Linked DNA regions of Pan troglodytes: region 1 is linked to region 2. The links are chromatin contacts, called in public Hi-C maps. All regions are on one chromosome and are shown on one strand. The core of a region is the stretch at or near the end of the contact, and the rest is flanking DNA. Distances in the headings are between cores, read along the strand shown.

Evidence for each region. A called contact is a pair of places that touch in the nucleus more often than the background predicts.
Region 1: a contact with region 2 is called in a Hi-C map of induced pluripotent stem cells, with 1.7 times the contacts expected there. The contact joins two enhancer-like sites.

The regions. Positions count from the first base shown.
Region 1 is chr1:221,476,197-221,481,179 of NHGRI_mPanTro3-v2.0_pri, reverse strand. All of the region lies in intron 2 of PEX14 (peroxisomal biogenesis factor 14), which reads left to right. Among named protein-coding and RNA genes, the nearest start is that of DFFA, 44 kb to the left of the region's middle. Within about 2 kb of position 2,114, at least 4 of the 24 cell types and tissues checked have an H3K27ac peak or open chromatin away from gene starts, as enhancers often do. A contact at or near this core is called in induced pluripotent stem cells, where this site is marked.
Region 2 is chr1:221,316,272-221,320,757 of NHGRI_mPanTro3-v2.0_pri, reverse strand. All of the region lies in intron 4 of CASZ1 (castor zinc finger 1), which reads right to left. Among named protein-coding and RNA genes, the nearest start is that of CASZ1, 120 kb to the right of the region's middle. Within about 2 kb of position 2,142, at least 2 of the 24 cell types and tissues checked have an H3K27ac peak or open chromatin away from gene starts, as enhancers often do. A contact at or near this core is called in induced pluripotent stem cells, where this site is marked.

The sequences.
Region 1 (4,983 bases), core at 865-3,364, 160 kb before region 2:
ACTATTTGATGGCCTTAACTGCACAATTGGCTTGTGCCAGATTGAGATGTGTTGAACTGGGCAGTGGAGGTGGGGGTGAGGGGCAACTCCCTCTCCTATTGGGGGCAGAGTGCTGGCTGCATCAGGCAGTGATCAGATAGGCACTGATCGGGTCGGTTCACCCTCTGATATAGCCTGTATGCAGACTTCCTTTGAAGAGAGAGGAGTCAGGCTCATTAATTAAAGGAGCCTGGCTTGAGAGGCCTGTAATTATAGGTGCTAGAAATCTGAATTTTAAGAGGTTGTGCAGCTGCATTTTGAAAAATGTTGGGAGGCACCGAGAAGTACTGGTTGTGGGCAAGAATGTGGCTGAACCAGATTTTGGAGGTTCAGGTTTTGGCAGAATTCCCCTCCAAATTCATATTTATTCTTTCTTTCCATTTTGTTCCTTTTTTTTTTTTTTCTAAATGGGAAGCAGAACCTGTGATTTTTTTTTTTTTTAAATGAAGGTTACACCCTGTGACCGAGAGGCTAGCATTGTCAGAGTATATGGGGGGCAGAAAGGAGTTGCTGTGAACTAGAAGATGCTTAGTTTTTGAGGAAATGGCACATCTTTGGGCCTTAGGGATTCAGTATTTGAAAAAAATTAAATAATTTCTTTCTTGAAATGAGTGAGGGGAGCAGGGAGCAGAAGCCCAATTTGAATGCAGTCTAGGGAAGTAAGTCCCAGGCAAATGGTGGACTCTAGAACCTTTGTCCCAACTTGACTTCCCCAGAAGTGTCTCTTCCTCTGTCATGCGTTACTTTTCCATGTGAACCCTGAGTTACAAACAGAAAATTTCAGACCTTTATGGGAAGTCCTGACCTGTGCCTTTTCCCTCTCATTTCCTCAGTTATTTGTAGGTTGACCTTTTGTTTTGGGTGCTTTATCGCTCTCCTCTCCTTAAAAAAAAGTATCCCTCTTTGCTTCTTGTCAAAAACCTTTATTTCGGTCCCTGACTATTTGCATCTCTGTTAATTAAGCATGGCTAATTTGATATGTAGATGGGATGGGGAGGGTTAAGGGTTAGATGAACAGAGGTCTACTCCCTGCCTCCCCCGGGTGGTGGGCAGGGGTGCTCCACAGACCTGCAAGACTGAACAGCGACACACGGCTGATGGCAAACCCGATGCCAGGGGGAACCTCCTCTCTGCCTCAGTGGTTTTGTCTCCTTGGGGATATTGAGAGCGTCATCCCGTTTCACAGACTGGACCCTCTGTGAAGGGCTGAAAAAATAAAATATAAAGGCCAGTTCTCTGTGCTCTTTTCTTACATTCTTGTAGTGTATATATTGGGAAATCCACGGGTGAACCCTTACACTGTAGAATAGAACACAAGTGTCCAAGACTCTCACTTGGTGCATTTACAATATGCAAATTCCAATTCCAATTAGATTGAAATCTCTATTTAGCAGAGTGGTTTTGTGAAATAAATAACTTTTGAAGAAGGAGGCCTGCTATATGTAATAAATATATATTTTTCCTTCAGTTGCCTGCATGGTGCTTCCTGCGTTCCCACCCCTTGCCCGAAATGCTGATTCCGAAGCATCTTTGGGCTCTTTACAGAAGAGATGCTTCTCCTTCCCTTCCTGGCACAAGGATTTCATCCTTGATTTACAGTGCTCAGCTTGTTAGTGCCGGTGAAGGGGAGAGATAGTGTGAAGGTCGTTATGTCCGTTTTGTCCTCTTGGAGAGAAAGTGAGGGAGTGTGTTTCTTGCCGTGTGCTTGTCGTGGTAGTGGTGGAGTTGGAGAGGCCCCCACTTCTGTCAAAAGGAGTCGAGCCAAACTCCCATCCTCTCTTCTTCACCCTGTATACTACACATTGTCCAACAGGGGGTGAATGATTTCAAAAGCGGAATTCAGAATTTCAGGAAGAGTAGCACACCACCAAGTAGAGGGCCTCCCCCCGACACCCCCCTTTTCATCATTCTCCCCTCCTCAGCCCAGCCGTGACAAACTGACAGATAATTAACAGATCAGGCCCTCCTATTAGGCGTGCCCTGTGCTGGAAGCTGCTCTGGCTTTATGCAGTCCTTTAGCAGCTCTGTGCATGTGGGTGGTGCTGCACTAAGTGGCCATAGCAGAGGGCAGGGAGTGCTTTGGGAAAAGCAAACAGAATGCTCTTTGGAAGAGAGAGTGCTTAAGAGGGAGAGCGGGGGCAGTAAGGTGCCTGGCTTGAAAGCACCTGGTGAAAAGACTCGGACTTTCAGGGTTGTGATCCGGAATACCACCGCCTGTCTCAGGGAATGGTGCGCTGGGTTATAATAGGATGCCTGATTACAAAAAACATTTTGAAGGCCACTTCCCAGGTCAGGCTGTGCATTAGGTGCACTCTTCCTTCGGTGTAACACTGTGCTGGACTTGCAAAATTGGAAGTGCACAGCCTGTTGTGTTTCAGCTTTGGCATTAAATATTTCTACAGAGACACTGCCCTATGTGGCTTTCTCTCAGCTGCCTAACTTTTCTTTCCCTGGTGGAAAGAAGAATTCATTGTGAGAATATTCATTTCTACTTACTAGTGACTTTTAAAAACTACTTTTCTTTGTTTTTGGACACAGGGACTTGCTGTGCTGCTCAGGCTGGAGTGCAGTGTGCAAACACGGCTTACTGCAGCCTTGACCTTCCGGCCGAAGTGATCCTCCCGCCTCGACCTCCATGTAGCTGGGACCATAGATGTGTGCCACCACACCCAGCTCATTTGAAATTTTTGTTGTTGTTGTTGAACAGAAGTGGTGAGAGTAAAATAAAAATAAATTAAATAAATAATATGTTTTGGTAGTGACAGGGTCTCACTTTGTTGCCCAGGCTGGGTCTCAAATTCCTGGGCTCAGGCGATCCTCTCACTTCAGTCTCCCACAGTGCTGGGATTACAGGCATGAGCTGTTGTGCCTGGCCTTCTTCTTCTTTTTTTTTTTTTTTTTTTTAACTAGAGACAAGGTCTCACTCTGTCACCCCAGGCTGGAGTGCAGTGGTGCGGTCATAGGTCACTGCAGCCTCAACCTTCTGAGCTCAAGCGATCCTCCTGCCCCAGCCTCCCAAGTAGCTAGGACCACAGGCATATGCCAACATGCCCAGCTAATTTTTAAATTTTTTGAAGAGACAGGATTTCACTGTGTTGTCTAGGCTGGTCTCAAACTCTTGGCCTCAAGTGATCCTCCCACCTTGGCCTCCCAGAGTGCTGGATTACAGTCATGAACCACCATGGGCGGCCCTGAAAACTACTTTTCTACTTCCCTTATGGTGGCCACCCTTCTCATCTTCATGATTTGAATATTAACATACAGATAAATTTAGCAACATGTAGGGGCTACACGTAGGCTCAGGTCCTTAGGCCTGGCATGTTGGAGCAGAAAGAAACACCTAATTGCATCAAAACCACTCTAAGTTCATGTATGTGGAGCCCATCAAGCTGAAAGCATCCAGACAGCATCTGCTGTTATCAAATCACTCGTGAATCCAGCTAATTAAAATAGAGCTTCATTTTTCTGAACCATTGTTTGGCAGGAATTCGAAACGGGTCTAACCCAATTTCTGCGTGTTTATGAGCCTTTATTATATCAGAGGTACTTTTCTGTAAATGTACAGGGCAGCGTTAAATGAATTGATCCACACAGTATCACTGTAGTTGCACTATGGACTTGCTAATGATTTCTCTTCCAGCTTTCTGGTTTCCAGACATACTCTTGAAAGCTTTATCTTCTCTTTTTCTATCCTCTGCTCTTTGTCGTTGTCTTTTTTTTTTTTTTTTAAACATTTTAAACTTTCCTTTTACTTTTTAATCTTCTTTTTTCTTTGGAAACAGGAAAAATATCCCCTTAAAGAAGTTTTCTTTTCCATTTCTCTTTTTCTTCCTCTCTTCCTGTTTTTGTTTTTCTTCTAGTGGATAAGATTTGTCTTTTCTCCCTTTATTTCTTGCTGTTTGCTATTCTCTCCTTTTCTTTTCTTTTTCTCTCTTATCTTTTCTCCCTTTTATACTTTCTCCCATTCCTTTTCTCTAACCTTCTCTTTCTCCTTTTTCTCTTCTTTCTATCTCCTCCCATTTTCCCTAATAAAATATCCTTATACCTTTGTCTCCACATGCAAATACTGACTAGGGCAGATGGGGGTGCCCGTGGAGGCAGAGCTATCTGGCTGCTCTAAGATGATGTCAGCTGAGTTTACTTCTCTGAATTTGCTTTCATGCTTTATTTTAGGTTTTAAAAAGATTTTTCAAGCCACATCTACTCTACTTTATAGTCTGTAATCCTACTTTGAAGATGAAAAGTGTTACATAAATGCTAACTAATTATTCCTTATACCACTTTGTGAGTCTCTAAGCAGTATTAGTTCCATTTTACAGATGAGGAAGCAGGAACAGGAAAGGTAAGTAGCTCTGAAAGTTACTGAAGAAGTTGGTGACTGAGTTAGAATTAAACCTGGCTCATCTTTGGCTTTGCTTTTTGATTACCACCTTATGGGTGTTGACTTTTTTCCCCCTAAGAATCATACATATTTAAGGTGAGGTTGAGTGAATACCATCCCCTTGGCCCCTTCTCATTATATACTTTTAACCTTCTGAAGTTTCATTTGTAGTCTTTAGATGTTAAATGAATTTCTAGGTAATTCCTGGGAAAGAAGGATGCTGAACCACTTGTGGGCTGGTAAAAACCCTGTCTATTAGTCTTAAAGCAGAGTGCTCACTTTCTCTTTCCAACAGCTTCCAGTAAGTGGGCCCACGTCACACACACTGGCCCCAGTGATCGTAGCGTTGTAGGAAGCGCTGCCATATTTGATTGAATTTAGCCATTCTGGAATGACGTGTTCATGAAGTCGGCTCTTGCATTACTGTGGCCTTTATTATTGCTAATGCATTCTGACATTACAGGTGTAGCCTTGGCTCTCCCAGAAAGGGCAAGGCTGCTCTTACCAAACGAAAGAGCAGAATTTATGAAACTGTTACACAGTGAGGCCAGTGTTCACCTTTA
Region 2 (4,486 bases), core at 893-3,392:
CAGATCCAGGGGCCCAGTTCCCAGTCTGAGCCCTCTCCGGCCCAGCAAATCCAATGCTACACATTTCTGTTTCAAAGCAGAGCTTTCCACAGCCTTGGAGATTGCACCAGGCCCCTCGGGCCCCAAATACCACAAAGGCCCCCTGCTGCGGAGGATTTGAGCCACACATGGCCCAGTGGGCAAGGACCCCAAATGGCTCTGAACCAGCACCTGCGGGGTGCGAGGCCTGGAAGCCAGGCTCCCCCGTTCTCCAGGGGAAGCAAAGTGGAGGCTGGCTGCGTGGCCTGGCTGACCCACCGGAAATGGGTAGGACGTGTGTGGCAGGAGGGGACCTTTCTCTTGCAGGGACTGAGACCCTGAGACCTTCCAATGTGTGTTGATGGGGAGACAGGGCAGGCGCTCTCTGGGGATGAGAGGGAAAGCCTGGACTAGAGAGGCCCCGGACAGCAGGCCCAGCCCAGGAGAGGCAGCGGCATGGGCAGCAGGTGGCAGAGGAACACTGGGTGGCACACCACCCGCCCTCCCTGCAGCCCGTCTCCACAATCCCCTTGCTGAGGCCAGCGACGGCGACCATGACGAGGACATGAGGGGACTAATTTAGGAGTATTTTTAAAACGGTGGCCCTGGTGGAGGGCTTGAGCAGTTGTCAGCCATCTGGAAGAAGGAATTACAATCACCTCCCTAATCCTATATTCCCTAAACCCTAAAGCTGGTTACAGTGTGAGGGAGAGGCAGCAGGTGGGTGGGGGTGGGGGGGTCTGTTCCAGAGGGGGGCAGAGCCCAGGGAGGTGCCCACAGGGCCGGGGCAGCACCGCCCCCGCGAGGGGGCCGAGGCCGGGGCTGAAGATCCCAGTGTCCTCTGAGCCCACCCAGCTCCCCCACCCGCTCACGCACACTCGCTCCCTGGGCCGCGCCGGCTCGCGCAGGGGCCGTCAGGTAAATTAGATCTGAAAGCTGACAATTTCTGACCATATTTCCTTGATTATTTCAAACAAATGCACAGCAGCCGCTGTAAGGAGATTAAAGTGACATAAACGTCCCGAGCGGGAGGGGGGAGGGCAGAGGATTCAGGTCACCCCCATCCGTCCCCCGCCTGACAGACGCTATATCGCTATCCAATCCAATAAAAAATCCCCCCCTTTTGCTTTAATTAATTTTACAGCTAGCTTGCTTAATTACTTTCAATCAAAATCCTCCTGCCATCGCAAAATTAGAGATGGTTGAGCTCCATTAGCCTAAATTCTTCATTTCCATATAGAAAAGAGGCTGTCTGCAGAGCCAGCCTGGGCCCCTGGCAGGACAGACGCCCGTCTGCCCGCCTGCTGCGAGCCAGCCCACCCCTGGCTTCCGCTCTCTGGCTATCTCTGGCCTATGCGTGTCCCCTCACTCTCCTCCATCACTGCTCCCTGGGCCATGAAGAGCTGAGGTTCAGGAGGGGTACCCGCTGCCCCGACTTCCCAGGATTCATGAGGGGACTGCAGGGCTGGCACAGAGCTCTCCACCAGGGCCTGCTGCTTTTGACGAAAGCATAGGCTGATCCTGGGAGCCTGCTGCCCTGCCAAAGGGCCCCTGCTGCCTCCAGGACAGAGCCTAGTCCCAAACTTGAGGCAGACAGGTCTCCTGGGCCATCTGCACCACCTGCCCCAGGAAGGGGTCCCTCTCCCAGCAGGCGGAAACACTCCCAACCCCGGACTTAGGCCCCTGTCAGAATAGACCCCTGGAGCCAACGCCACCCAGGGCTCCCTCTGCCGATTCCGGGCTGGAGTCATTGTTCACCATCAGGATGACTCGGGCCAGCTGTCTCGATGGTGCTACCAAGCAATGTAGCAGCCCCCACATACTCTGGCATTCTCCTAGGGCCCCCCGCGGGCCCCTCCTCCCCATATCATAGTCCTGGTTCCCAGCCTGCAACAGCTGCACCTCCACCCCCAGCCTGGGTCGAGTGGGTGGCGGGTCTGGGCTCTGTCCACATCCTGTGCCTGCACGGGCACCCTTCTCCTCCCCTCCACCTGCCTCATCTTCACAGTCCCCAACCCCAACTCTGGAAGCTCCACTTCAGGTTTTCCATACTACAACCCCGAGTGTCACCACAGGGTCCGGCCCAACCTGGGCTCCAGCTGATTAAGGATCTGCAACAGGATGTAGGGATTACAGTAAAACCTGGCTCCGGATCTGCAGGGGCAGCAGGCCAAGTCCCAGCCCTGGGACTCCCCTCCCCTACCCTTCCAGCATCCCTACCCATTCCCCGTCCCAAACCCAGCTGCCAAGTGAGGGAGGAAGGCTGAGCCCCTTGGCCCTTAGGGGACTCCTGGCTGGACTCTAGGGGGTCTGAACTGACAAGGGGTGGCATTAAGGAGCCCAGGCCAGCTCCTGCAGAAAGGCTGGGGTGGGGCAGGCTGGGGAAGGGGAGTGATGGCTTTATGCCGCCTGGATTCCTTCTCAGGGAACCAATGTGAAGGTGGGGTGTCCTGGGCCTGACCTCTGGGCAAAGGCTGAGTAAGCAGGGAAGGAAGTACCCTAAAGGCCACGAGAGCCCCTTCCAGGCAGAAGGCCTTACGATGCTGCCGGATGGCTCCGGCTGGATGGCACGGGGCGGGGGGGGGGGGGGGGGGGGGGCGGTGGAGGGGAGGGGGGTGCGAGGCCGGCTCTGGGGGTGGAGGAAGGAGCTGAACTTGGACCTCCAGGGCCTGTCTTCTGGACACCAGGGACCCACAGGTCAGTCTGCAGGCTCCTCATTAGTCCTGCTCTAAAGATGAACTCAAATCCTCTCCTCCTGGCTTGGTTGAGTTTCTCAAATATATCCTGAGCAGCTACTGGCACTGCCCCCTCTGCCCTAGGGATCCTGGGAGGATGGCTTTGGGTCTCAGGGGGTGCAGTGTTGCACGCTCCAGCATTACTGTTTCACACTCCAGAGCACAAAGGGTAGGGCAACTTTGGGCTGGAGGAGGGCGTCCAAGAGGCCACACCCCGGCTGGGCCCTGAGGTCAGCGGGTGGAGAAGGTGAAGGGGCAGGCGGGCAGACGGACTTGCTGCTGAGCCCAGCTGGGCCCTCTCCAGTTCCTCCATGCAGGTCTGAAGCCTCCGTCCCACACCACTACCAATGAGTCACCAGCAACAGGGACTAGGAAGCGGGAAAGCAGACGCAGCCCCAGTCTTTGGGGACACACACTGACTTCCCGGGTGTTCCCCCTCCCACTGGGGCAGGGCTGGGGCCTCACCCCCATCTTTCTTTCTTTCTTTCTTTTTTTTGGAGACAGGGTCTTACTCTGTCGCCCAGGCTGGAGTGCAGTGGCACAATCTCGGCTCACTGCAACCTCCACCTCCTGGATTCAAGCGATTCTCCTGCCTCAGCCTCCCAAGTCGCTGGGATTACAGGCGCCTGCCACCACACTTGGCTACTTTTTGAATTTTTAGTAGAGACGGGGTTTCGCCATGTTGGCCCGGCTGGTTTCGAACTTCCAGCCTCAAGTGATCTGCCCGCCTTGGCCTCCCAAAGTGCTGGGATTATAGGCAGGAGCCACCGTGCCTGACCTTTTTTTTTTTTTCCTTGAAGTCTTTTATCCATTACCCTCATCCCCATCCTCACCCTGACCTCCATGCCTGGCCCAGGTGGGTCGGGATGGTGGAAGGGTGGACAGAAGAGCACGTACAGGGTCAGTTACTCAGAGATCAAAGGGCACAGCCCAGACCCTACTCCACCCGCCAGCCAGCCCATGTGAGGCAGCGCCCACCTCTCCCTGCCAGGCCCTCAGCACGCTGCCCCCTCAGCGGCAGAAACTGCTCCTTCACCTCAGAGCCCGGCCACCCCTCCTCCTACACAGCCTTCATGGGTCCCAGCTGACACTTCACTTTCTCTGGGCAGCCTCCCGGGACTGTCCTCTCCCTCTGTCCTCACTGCACCCTGTCCTAGTCTTAGCACTTTCATAGTAACTTGTTTAATTAGCCCTCTGCCTCACCAGACTGCAAGATCCCTGGGACGAGACCACTGTTTCAGCGCAGTGTCTGGCCCAACAAATATTGACTGAGTGAATGCAGAAAACCCAGTGCTTCTGGAGCTCGTTAGGGTGGCGCTGGGCCCCAGGGACGTGGCCTGGCTTCTGGACTGACCCCCTCGGGGCTCCAGGAACCTTTCCTGGAGGGGTGGGGTGGGGACTCCCTGGGTGGGACTGAGCTGAAGCCCCTTCTCTTGGGTCTCTTGCCCTCTTGAGCCCCAGGCTCACCTCCAAACGCCCTTCACAGGGCTCTACCCAGAGAACAAAAGAGGCCCCAGTTGTTCGAACATTTCTCGGCGAGAGGAACAACTGTTGCTGGCCAGTCCCTTTCTGAATAAATCCTGCAACTGTTTGCAGTGAAGTGCGACTCTCTCCCTCCACCTCCTGTCCCTGTCCCAAAAGGAGAAAAGGGGATTGAAAAAAAGATGGGGGAAAATCCCATACCAAGCCCCACCATCTCCCTACATCCACTTTCAAGTTTGTCTGAAAATGTT